3 separate regions of the Mus musculus genome follow, and regions 1 and 2 are each linked to region 3. The links are chromatin contacts, called in public HiChIP or PLAC-seq and Micro-C maps. All regions are on one chromosome and are shown on one strand. Each heading gives the region's core, a stretch centred on a gene start, on an enhancer-like site or on the middle of the called end of the contact. The rest is flanking DNA. Distances are from core to core; before and after follow the strand shown. Region 1 holds the start of Lhx5 (LIM homeobox protein 5). Region 2 overlaps Med13l (mediator complex subunit 13-like). Region 3 has its middle 19 kb from the start of Tbx3os2.

Region 1 (3,731 bases), core at 1,078-3,577, 720 kb after region 3:
GCAAAAAGGCAGAGGGAGAAAGAAACCATGGGAGAGAGGGAAATAGAGAAAGAAGGAGAGGAAGGTTTGGGGCCAGGGGAACAGGAAAAGAGGTGCAAGCCACTGAGTTAAAGAGGGAAGCACTCCAGGAGAATCAAGAAGATGGGGTTGGGTGGGGGGCTCCAAGAAACAAAGGCAGAGGGGCAGTGGGTTCGCCTCAGCTGGCAGCCTACATGACTCCTGTCTTCTCTGGGCCCTTCCTCATCTCTCTGCTCTCTGGGAGCATCTAGGCCCCCAGGCAAACAGGCTGGGCACTGCCACAGAGCTTCTTTTAGAGGCTTCAAGAATCTCTCTCCACAGGCCTAGGAGGCCCCGGGTGTGATCCAGTCTGCTTGGTCCTGGTTGCTACACTACACTACACTACACTACACTACACTACACTACACTGCAGGTACTCAGTCTCCTTGACAAAAGAGCGACCAGGTGATGTACCCACATACAGAGGCTACCCAAGTTGCGGGGAACCGTCTCCCAAAAGGCTCCGCTGATGAGACTCTTCAAGTCTTTCCCCCTAATCCATGAGGAGAATCCCTGCTACTGATACACAAACATTTCCCCCACTTCTACAAGAGTTGTGTAAATAAAAATTTACTGTCCAAACACCACACACACATCTACAAAATTCAGTGCCAGGGATCACACAGCCCAGTTCTGTCACACATAGGATCTCTAGTAGGAATATTCATATCTACACACACACACACACACTCACACTCAGACATTAAAATACACCTGCAGCATGTCAGAATAAACACATGCTTGTGAGTGACTTTACAAACAAGCATTTCCTCACACACCCAGTCGACCCATGTAAGCAGACACATAGAGACACAGACCAACAAGAAAGAAAGAAAGAAAGAAAGAAAGAAAGAAAGAAAGGAAGGAAGGAAGAAAGAAAGAAAGAAAGAAAGAAAGAAAGAAAGAAAGAAAGAAAGGTAATGCACATGTTAACAGGAAATTATAAACGAGAAATTTTACATGCCAAAAAAAGAAAGAAAAAAGAAAAAGAAACAAAAATAAAAAAAAATCCCTCCACGTCCCAGGGTTTGATCGCGAACACACTATAAATAGAGAGTTTTCAAGCAGTGGATATTTGCTAACAAACTCAGTAAATACGCCCAAACAAACACCCACAGCCAAGTCTTGGCACAATTCCTCTATGGCTCCAACCCTTAGGCCCCAGCCCCGCACCATCAGCGTTCTTCCCAGCAGCAAGGAAATATCCCAAAACACTCTCCCAGCCCTACCTCGTCCAAAGCAAGCGGTGGCCTGGTTGGCCTCGCAGAAACAAGGCCTGATCCCTTTTCTCCCCTCCAGGCCCACGCGCCCCTCCTCAGAGTACACCTGCTGGTACCCACACACCTGCGAAGCTGCCTTTGGCTCTAGGAGAGGGCCAGACTTAGAGCATCTCGGGGGGCCCGGGAGTGCCTATGACGCCCGGCTGTGGCCAGCTTCCCTCGCTCTATCGAGCGACCCACTCACCACGGTTCCCGCCAGCCTGACCTGGAATATGGACGATGTGGCCAAGACAGATGTAGTGAGCTTCAGCCTCCTCTCAACCTGCCGGAACACCCATCCGAGGTAGACCACCCCTTTCGCCACACCTCCCCCAGTGCCGAGTGAGCTAGGCACTTAGAAACGACCTTCGGGATTCCCAAGACCAGGCGAGGTGACATCCCTGAGTCAACCTGGATAGGGGTGGGGGAGGGAGGCACAGAAGTACCCAAGCTTCCCGCCCTCAGTCTCTTGGTGAGAAAAGCCCTGCTGGGCCCTAGCCCCGTGAGTGACAAAAGAAGCCACCGTAGGGAGAAGTGCCGGGTCTCCCAGCTCCTACGCTCAGAGCCCGAGCGAGCCGCAGTCTAAAGCAAGAGGGAGCTGGGCGGGTTCGGAAGCAGGGGGACCACAGCGCACTCCCTGCCTGGGCAACTTCTACAGGTTGCGAGGGTGGCGAACCTGGTGGGAGGTTTCTCCCTGGCTAGGCCTTGGAACCCTGCCCCCCAAAATTATTTGTGATGGGAGAGAAAAAGAACCCTGGTTTTCGCATCGCGCCCCCACCCCTCCAGACCCAAACTAGAAGGTAAATACTTACTTAGCTTGGGAACAGGTACTAGCAAATACTCGGCAATACTGATGTCTTGTTTTTTTTGCTCTGCCCTGACCGCAACGCTGTAGCCAATTTAGATATGCTATAAATTTAAGAGGTTGCTATGGCCACGGCGCGCCCATTGGCCGCCCGGCCCCCTACGTGCCGCACCACGTCACCAAATCTGAATAAGGATGCGCGAATTAGGCGGCGGCCAGACAAAGATGAGGATCGGGACCGCTTGAAAGTGGGGGAAAGTGCCGGCGCCTCCGCCAACCGGGAAAGCCGCTCGCCAGTGCCGAAGCCAGCAGCCGCCGAGGACACCTGCTCGAAGCTGGAGCGAGCGCCCGGTCGCGACCCGTGACATGAGGCTGTGACCGCTGCCGCCCTCCACGCCACTCTGGGCAGTGCAGCGCCAGGCCGGAGAGCGTCGGAGGACTTGACCCCGAGAAGTCTTGGTTGATCCGTAACGGACTCGCCCCTACAGACTCGCCTACAGACTAGGAAGGCTGAGAGCCACAGCAGCGGGGACCGAGAGGGCCTAAGGGCCCAGGGGCCCCAAGGAGGACGAGGCGGCCCGAGCCGCCGGGGCGCGCGGCTATGATGGTGCACTGTGCTGGCTGTGAGCGGCCCATCCTCGACCGCTTTCTGCTGAACGTACTAGACCGCGCGTGGCATATCAAATGTGTTCAATGCTGCGAGTGCAAAACCAACCTCTCGGAGAAGTGCTTCTCACGGGAAGGCAAGCTATACTGTAAAAACGACTTTTTCAGGTAAGAGGCCCCGCCGCGCCCTGCTGCCTACCACTGGCTGGCCCGAGCTCTACTCTGGCTCCTTGGGAATTAAGGGACCAAGAGACCCACCCCAGCTTGGGAGGTGGGGGTGGGCAGATAGGCAGTCTGCCCTCCTCAAGCCCTGTCCTCTGCTTGTGGGATGCTGAGGTTGAGTCGAGGGAAAGGAGGAGGCTGTTTGGCTGCTTCACCTTGGGTCTGCCAGGCAGCAGCAGAGATCGGTCAGATGGCAGAGGCCCGGAAGCTCGGCAACTTGCTCTGGGCCCCTTCCCCCGACACCTGAGTCCCCAGGACAGAAGCCTCAAGACTCCCCTGTCCAGATCCCAAAGATGTGTCGGGAGTTCAGAGCAGCTAGGAGCTTCTTGTTCCACACAGTAAATCCTAAACCCAGAGGGTAATCTGAGGACAAACAGGAACTTCTCACTTCCAAAGGACCCTAGCTAAGAAGGGATCTCCTGGAGATGGGCGATGAGAACCTTCCCCTGGCCCCCCACCACCCTCACCCGATTAATTTTCTTCCTAGTTGGAGAGGCACTGAAGAAGTAGAAGGTGAAAATCAGCCGATCTGTTCTGAGATCTCCCTTCCCAAGTCCATACAGCCCCTCAAGGCAGGCCAGGACCCAGTGTCTCTGTGGGCCTCAGTTTCCCAAAATGAGAAATGCTATGGGGCAGCCTAGAAACGCGTGGGTTTTTTTTTTTTTTTTTTTTTTTTTTTTTTTTTTTTTTTTTTTTTTTTTTTGGTAGCTGCGCTTTCTGCCCGTTTCCACCCGGCACCCAGACTGGCTTTGTGAGTCTGAATTCCAGGCACTGAGGGGGCG
Region 2 (3,567 bases), core at 909-3,408, 940 kb before region 3:
TGTTGTAAGTTTTTTTGCGACTTTGTTTTTTCTAATCTTGAGGACCAGGTACAGTAGCTGAAGCCCACTGAGACCCACCGTAGGATTCTCTGAGTACATACCTCTGTCCTAGAAGCCAAGAAAGGAGTGAGAAGAAGCGGGGAGGCCACCTAGTGGTAGACTCGGTCAGACAGTCTGTGGCTGCAGCCTGTGTAGGTTGCACCCCTATATGAAGATGGTCAGGCTCAGCCCCGAGCTGGAGGCAAGGACCTTCATCACTTCTCTATACAGTCACATGGAAATACCTTTTCTAGAGAATTCTTACAGAAAGCCAGGTCTCTCCTTTCATTAGATCAAAAGGGACTCGTGTACATATCACAACCAAAGTGTTTGCTCACGAAACCAGTTACAAACACAGTGAATTTTTTCTGGACCATAGGAATATTGTTTCAAAGAAATAGTGCAACTCAACCGTTACATCAGTACTTGAAGCTGAGCCTCTATGTGGGACTTTAAAAAAAAAAAAAAAAGCCTTTTTAAAGCATTCGCAGCTGATTGAAGTATTCTTGACTCCCTGTCCCAGACCTTAGGGTTGACTTTGAAACCCTGTTTCTAGCCCTTATGTCGTATGTTTCTGTCTGTGGGTGGTGGGTGTAGACCGGCTTCCCAGAGCCTCCTGACAGGCCCGGCACTGAGCCCGGCTCCCGTGGGAGAGTCATGCAAACTAAGTTCTTCCAAGAGACTTTCATGTCCTGGTTATTAACAAAGAAAAGGAAAAAAATGTAATAATTGATATGGTTTTGTAAAAGTATTTTTCTTGAGATAATCTAACGTTTAAAACATTATATTAACATGTGGTGGGGATGTGAAAGCAGAGAAATAACTTGTACATGGGTGACTGTTCTCTGTCTCACCAACTGGGGGGGTTGCTTTCCAATGTATAGCTTAAAAAATCTGATATATCAAACCGTTTGTATCTAACGTGTACAGTGTAAAATTGACTTAAAATATCGCAGTGCTATTTTTTCTTATCAGCGAGGAAATCCTCAAGGCCTTTTGAAGAGCGTAAGATGACGGAGATGTAAACTTGTATAAAGTCACCTCGGGGAGGACGGGCTGTAAACTAGATATTTGTAATCTTTACCACTTGGGATTGCTTCCTCTCAGAGTTCACCAGAACTTTGAATTTCTCTCTCTCTCTCTCTTTTTTAAATGGGCTGTTTTTACTGCAGGGGCTTTTCTTCCCTAGAAACCCAACTCTACGCAGAAAAAGTGAAAAGGAAAAAAAAAACACAAAAAAAACCAGAAAAAAAAGCTATAAAAAGTTTTAAAAGAAGGCAGCAAAGGGTAGTTTCCATCTGGTGTCTTTTATTTAAGTTTTTTAAGTTAAGAAAAGCTGGTGACATATTTATACGTTTTTGTGCAAAAAATAAATGAATGGCAATAGATTTAAAGAAATCTTATTATGTACTTCTGTGTGCAAAAGTCTGTATAATATTTCCCCTAAATATGCATTATTTTACCTGTGAGTTTTTTACAGAATTAATCTGAAATGTACAAGCCCTGGATTTGCTACAGAGTGAGAAGTTATTTTATTTTATTTTTTTTTTATTTTTTATTTTGAGAAAACTGCAGAAATCAGAACTCCTACCATGGTTTGAAAAGGGAGGCGGGAGGGGAGGCGGGAGGGCTGGTCCGGCATGCCTGTATGTATCTCTCAAGAGCCTTTTTTTTAAAATGTAAAAGCTGTACATTTTTGGGAAGTTCTGATTTTCTTTTTCTTTTTTTTTTTCTTTTTGTTTCCTTTTACCTTCAAGCATTTTGCAGTGCGCTTCTTTTATATCTAGCAGACAATTGGAAAGAAATACAAAACCTATGTGACGTTCATTTAAGAACCACAGCCCAGTGCTGGTTCAATACACTAAAGACTTTGATAAAAGAGAATCAATGGCAAAGGTCTCCATTTTAAATGTCATTCATATATACCTTGTGGATGAGAGCTATATACTTTTACACACTTTTTTAGAGGAATAAATTATTGAATTACTGAAACCTCGAGTGGCTCTTTTCCCCTCCCACCCCCTCTCTGTACTGAGATCACCCCGCTCCAGTCTGCACATGCGTCACAGACGGATCTACTGCTCTGGCCTATAGAGTGCACGTGGGGATTGCATCACCCACCACCCCAGTGGCTGTTCCAGCATTCCCAGGTCGGGTCCCAGATGCCACCAGCACCAAGAGCCTCTTAGGTGCTCTGGTGTTTAGGTCCTTCGCGTTCTTGAGCAGGGCAGATCTGATCGTGTCTAGTCCTGGGAGGTTTGCAGACAGCCCTAGGACAAGTGTGCATCCCCCCCTTTCACTACTGATGTACAGGCCGGTGGCAGTAGCTTGCTATCAGTCATGCCACACACAAGCAAGTCCTGCTAAACACACACCATCCGCTGTGACTATGGTGTTTCTTTCTCCAGTAGAGAACCCACTCACTCGGTCTTGGGTTCACTCTCCTGTCCGTTTGAAACATTACCCAAAATGGACAAGCCCTGGGACTCGGCGGCTCTTCCAGTAAAAACCAGAATAATTGGAAGGGACTTGGTTTTTTCATTGTCCTCCATCAGCTTTGAAATCTAATCTCAGTGTCTCCGAATTTAGACAGCAATTTGCTGGGTTGACTCCATAGGACCTCCCCCCCACCACCACGCCCATCCCCCTGGTCACATCATTTACAGTGAAAGGCAAGGGGAGTTCACAACAAGTGCTCTGCAAAGCAGAAAGCTCAACACTAAAAGGCAGCCATGTATCCATGTGTTTCCATTGGCGGTACCAGCCGTGACACATGCGCATGCACACACACACACACACACACACACACACACACACTCACTCCTCAGATCTCCCTACTCCAACGTCGGCAAGCTAAACAGAACTGGGTGGGTTCTCGAGGGCCTTCCTGTGCACTTTGCTCAGCTCACACATCAATTGGTACTCACCTGATTCCATCATTGCTGACTTTACTCCTACGGGAAGCAGGACTTCCTGTAGCTTGTGGCTCAACCCGAGGTGGCAGAAGTTTTGCTGTAGACGCGGAGACATGATGACAGCCGTTGGCCATCCAGCTGACCTTCTGCAACTGGTTTCCAATTCCCACAGCCCTCCACTCCACCTGTGAGCCTGAGCGGTTTTATGTCCCTGCCTTTAGAACATCACAGGGTGAGGGATTTTATGCCAACTGGTATCAAATAGTAAGACCCCCTTTGGAAACTGCTTTTCCTCAGTACAAGGACTAAAAAGCTTCCGAAGACTAGCTACTGAAACAGAAGCCACACCCTGGAGCTCAGTCTGCTGCGGCCATGGTCCTGGTCACTGTGAGAAGTAGCTTGGCTCTCCTCGTGTTGGAAGTCCTACCCGAGGTGCAGTTTCTAATGTGTGGCCCACGTGCTCCGGGTGTTGCCAGAGTCATTTACATCTACTCTACAGAGAGCCACTATTAGTTACTATTTCCTGTTACTAATGACAGGTGTCAAGGGAAGGCTGGGGATCCAGATAGTTTAGAAGATGGTTTATGTCCTGGGCCTCTAGCTCTGCATCCGG
Region 3 (3,566 bases), core at 461-2,960:
CACTATTCTGTGCATTTATATCTGCATGCTCTTGCTGTATAGGTTACATCACCTTTCCTAACAGTGTGAAGCTGGGTTAATAATGGGGGTCCACCTCTCTGCCTTCTCCTCCTGCCCCCCAATTTAGGAGTGTAAGCCAAGCAACTATCCTAGAAGAAAAGTATTTTGAAACGTACTCATCAATTCGATTGTTACTACGAATTGTTCTGTTGTTATTGTAAAGTGTGGTTCCCCTGTTTCCAGGCGGATCTCCCACCTTTTTTTTAAAATTATCAATTACTATTCTCTAACATAGTTGACTATTCCTCAGTAGGATGCCATATTTAAAGATCTGACTTTATGTCTTTATGTGTGAGTGTTTGCCTTCGTGTGTGGGTGTGTGTGTGTGTGTGTGTGTGTGTGTGTGTGTTATACACACGCACATGCAGTACCCATGGAGGCCAGAAGAGGGCACCAGATTCTGGTGAGCCATCAAATGGGTGCTGGGATCTCTCTCTCTCTCTCTCTCTCTCTCTCTCTCTCACACACACACACACACACACACACACACACACACACACACACACACCGTGCTCTGAGTACAGAGCCAGATTTGTTTTTATTTAGTTATGCATCTGCACACTCACTACCCACAAAGGCAGTTGTGAGCCACACGATACACAAAATATGGATGCAGAAATTAGGTCCTTTCTATACGGGGTGGGGGGAGTTGAGTTCATGTCCTAGTGCTGAGGCTCGAACTCGAGATCCTGCACATCCTAGGTAAGCACTCTGCCCCAGAGCCACAGCCCCAGGGTGCCACACCACCATAGCGGATTTCTAAATCAGTGCTCTGAGTTTAGCTCTACCACTGAAACCCAGCCCCAGCTCTTCTGCAGAGGATTCCAGCGCATTGCTCTATGGCTGAGCCAGGTTCGAAAGGCGCGCTTGTAAGTGCTCAACAAAACCCCGGCAACGTTATTTTAAATTCTTTTTAAAAAGTTTACAAAGTGGTTTCCTACAATGATATCCTTTTTTTTTTTAAAGATTTATTTATTTATTATATGTAAGTACATTGTAGCTGTCTTCAGACACTCCAGAAGAGGGAATCAGATCTCGTTACAGATGGTTGTGAGCCACCATGTGGTTGCTGGGATTTGAACTCTGGACCTTCGGAAGAGCAGTCGGGTGCTCTTACCCACTGAGCCATCTCACCAGCCCAATGATATCCTTTTTAAGCCCAAGGAAACTGAGTCACAGAGAGGGTGGGTAGCTCCCTACTCACACAGTTGGAGGTAAAAGAAGCCGAGGTTGTCCGTGGATTAGCACTTTCTAGTGGATCCTCCCCCTGGGGCAGGACTGCTTCAGTAAGAAAGCTAGGGCTTTGATTTGCTAATCTTGTTTGTTTGCAACACAAGCAGAGGACACTGGATTGATTTCCTAGCGCCTGACTCTCAGGGTCCCCCTCTGGCCTCGGGGACTTAGCACAGCAAATTCCTTTTCCTGAAGGACTAGAGGGTAGTCTCCAGCCTCAGGGCCTCCCCGCTTTCGGTACCGTCTCCCTCTCAGCTTCAGTCTTAAGTCTGGCAGAAAACCAGGTTAAACGTGGACCGCAGGCCCCACCCACGCCTCCACCCCAATTCATACCTCCCGGAGACGCCTCCCTGTTTCTGCTTCTTAGTCTTTTACAGTGGTTGGTCCAGATGCAGAGAGAGCCCGCTCCCTGACTAGGACGAGGCTGGGAATTGAATTTAGAGTCTCGTGATCACAATCACCTGAATCCCATCCCATGTCCGCTTGTAGGTGTGACTCAGCAGTAGAAAACCTGTGCGCAGGCGCAAGGCCCTAGGTTGGCTCAACACTGGATAACTAAATAAACATTGAATGAAGTTTTTATTTTATTTTTTATTTTTGGTTTGGGGTGTGTGTGTGTGTGTGTGTGTGTGTGTTGTTTGTTTGCTCTTTTATTTTGTTTGTTTGTTTGCTTTAAAAACATCTTCACCGTGACAGAGAGTACAGTCCGCTATCGGTTAGACTAGGTTGAGTTCTTCCTTCCTTCCTTCCTTCCTTCCTTCCTTCCTTCCTTCCTTCCTTCCTTCCTTCCTTTCTTTCTTTCTTTCTTTCTCTCTTTCTTTCTCTCTTTCTTTCTCTCTTTCTTTTTTCTTTCTTTCTTTCTTTTTTCTGCTTACAGTGAACTGGAGTCATCTCTGGAATAGGGGAGAAGCAACCTTTTATTTTCTCGGATGTCCATCGACCATGGAACCTGGGGCAAACAAGGTCATCCTCTGAGCCGCCAATTCTCCTCTGTAAAATGCAGTGCTCAGATGTGGTGCCTCCGCAGAAAGACCTAGACCTAGCGGGTAAGAGAGGCCGAGAGCGCAGCCCAGTGGTAGAGTGCTTTCCTAGCATGCCTGAGGTCTGGAGTCCCTTCTTCAGTCCCTAGCAGAAAACAAAACAAAAGCTCAAACAAGAGCTACCAAAGGGGATGAGGTGGAGAGGAACATGAAACAAAATCCCTGGACAAGCCAGGGGGTGGCTCAGTGGATAAAGGTGCTTGCCACCAAGCCAGAGGACCTGAATTCAATCCTTAGGACCCACATGGTGGAAGGCAAGACTCTCATAACTTGACCTCTGATCTTCACTCGGGTCCAGTGGTACACATACTCATGCACACATAGACAAAATTAATTGATTAATTAATTAATTGGACATTGACCTCCTGGGACATATCTGCTTGTCTCTGTCCCCAGTGCTTTTTACACTGGTGCTGGGATTTGATCTCAGGTCGTCTTACTTTTTTACTACCCCTCCACAACTCCAATATATCCAGGCAGTGCTCAGTCTTACAATCCTCCTGCCTCAGTCTCCACACCCCGATTGCTTTACCATTTTTCCCCTAAAATATCTTAAAATTATTATTTGACTTTATGTGTATGTGTATGTGTATAGATCTTCTGCCTGGGTAGCACGTGGCTACCTGGTGCTGGAGGAGGCCAGAAGAGGGCACGGCGATGTCACACATTTTAATCCCTGCACTGTCTAGGCAGAGACAGGTGTCCAAGCCCGCCAGGACTACATAAGGAGACCCTGTCATAAACAAAACAAAACAAAACCCCAAAACCAAGGGTCTAGAGAGATGACTCAGTGGTTAAGAGTGCTGGCTGCTCTCCCAGAGGACCTGGATTCACAGCACCCACACGACAGGGGACAACCATCTGTAACTCAGGTTTCAGGTGACGTTGCACCCTCTTCTGGCCCCCATGGGCACTGCATGAACACGATGCATAGTTGAACATTGAGAAAGTCAAATCTTGTGCTGCTCTAACTACGTAGTATAATTTGAGATCCAGTGTTTGGAGCCAGCAGTGCTCTTACTGCTCAGGTGGCTCTGGTCACTTGAGAGTGTTTGTGCTTCTCACCTGAATTTTTTTCTGTCTCCCAAGTCCTAGGATTAAAGATCTACCAACCTCACTGGTCTCAATCCACTCTCCCATGGTGTTGTAAAGTAGCCACCATAGCCAGGCACAGCGGTGCTCATCTGTAATCCTAGCAAGTGCGGGAGGCCAGGGAAAGGAAGTTCAAGGGCA

The links. A called contact is a pair of places that touch in the nucleus more often than the background predicts. HiChIP or PLAC-seq counts read pairs in DNA pulled down with a chosen protein or histone mark.
Region 1: a contact with region 3 is called in a Micro-C map of embryonic stem cells, with 3 times the contacts expected there. The contact joins the promoter of Lhx5 here to the enhancer-like site in region 3. A contact is called at or near these places in 1 of 39 promoter capture datasets (the 3T3-L1 cell line), 1 of 484 Hi-C or Micro-C datasets (embryonic stem cells), 2 of 115 datasets of contacts at active chromatin or transcription factors (astrocytes and embryonic stem cells) and 1 of 9 other capture datasets (embryonic stem cells).
Region 2: an H3K27ac HiChIP or PLAC-seq map of embryonic stem cells shows a contact between it and region 3, with 6 read pairs. The contact joins two enhancer-like sites. A contact is called at or near these places in 3 of 39 promoter capture datasets (the 3T3-L1 cell line, the C10 cell line and liver), 1 of 15 datasets of contacts at CTCF or cohesin (embryonic stem cells), 33 of 484 Hi-C or Micro-C datasets (the 3T3-L1 cell line, B cells, the C10 cell line and 20 more) and 17 of 115 datasets of contacts at active chromatin or transcription factors (astrocytes, a beta-TC-6 cell line, craniofacial prominence and 8 more).

The regions. Positions count from the first base shown.
Region 1 is chr5:120,429,559-120,433,289 of GRCm38.p6, forward strand. It overlaps Lhx5 (LIM homeobox protein 5), which reads left to right and starts at 2,328. Exons shown (of 5, transcript NM_008499.5): 1 at 2,328-2,895. The coding sequence starts at 2,723. It overlaps Gm27199 (predicted gene 27199), which reads right to left and starts at 2,209. Exons shown (of 2, transcript NR_166585.1): 1 at 2,129-2,209. Gm31976 (a long non-coding RNA gene) reads right to left here and starts at 2,122. Exons shown (of 2, transcript XR_878743.1): 1 at 1,522-2,122.
Region 2 is chr5:118,763,408-118,766,974 of GRCm38.p6, forward strand. It overlaps Med13l (mediator complex subunit 13-like), which reads left to right. Exons shown (of 31, transcript NM_172424.4): 31 at 1-2,031. Among named protein-coding and RNA genes, the nearest start is that of Gm42015, 78 kb to the right of the region's middle. Within about 2 kb of position 2,159, at least 4 of the 459 cell types and tissues checked have an H3K27ac peak or open chromatin away from gene starts, as enhancers often do. A contact at or near this core is called in embryonic stem cells, where this site is marked.
Region 3 is chr5:119,708,596-119,712,161 of GRCm38.p6, forward strand. No RefSeq gene overlaps it. Among named protein-coding and RNA genes, the nearest start is that of Tbx3os2, 19 kb to the left of the region's middle. Within about 2 kb of position 1,711, at least 19 of the 459 cell types and tissues checked have an H3K27ac peak or open chromatin away from gene starts, as enhancers often do. A contact at or near this core is called in embryonic stem cells, where this site is marked.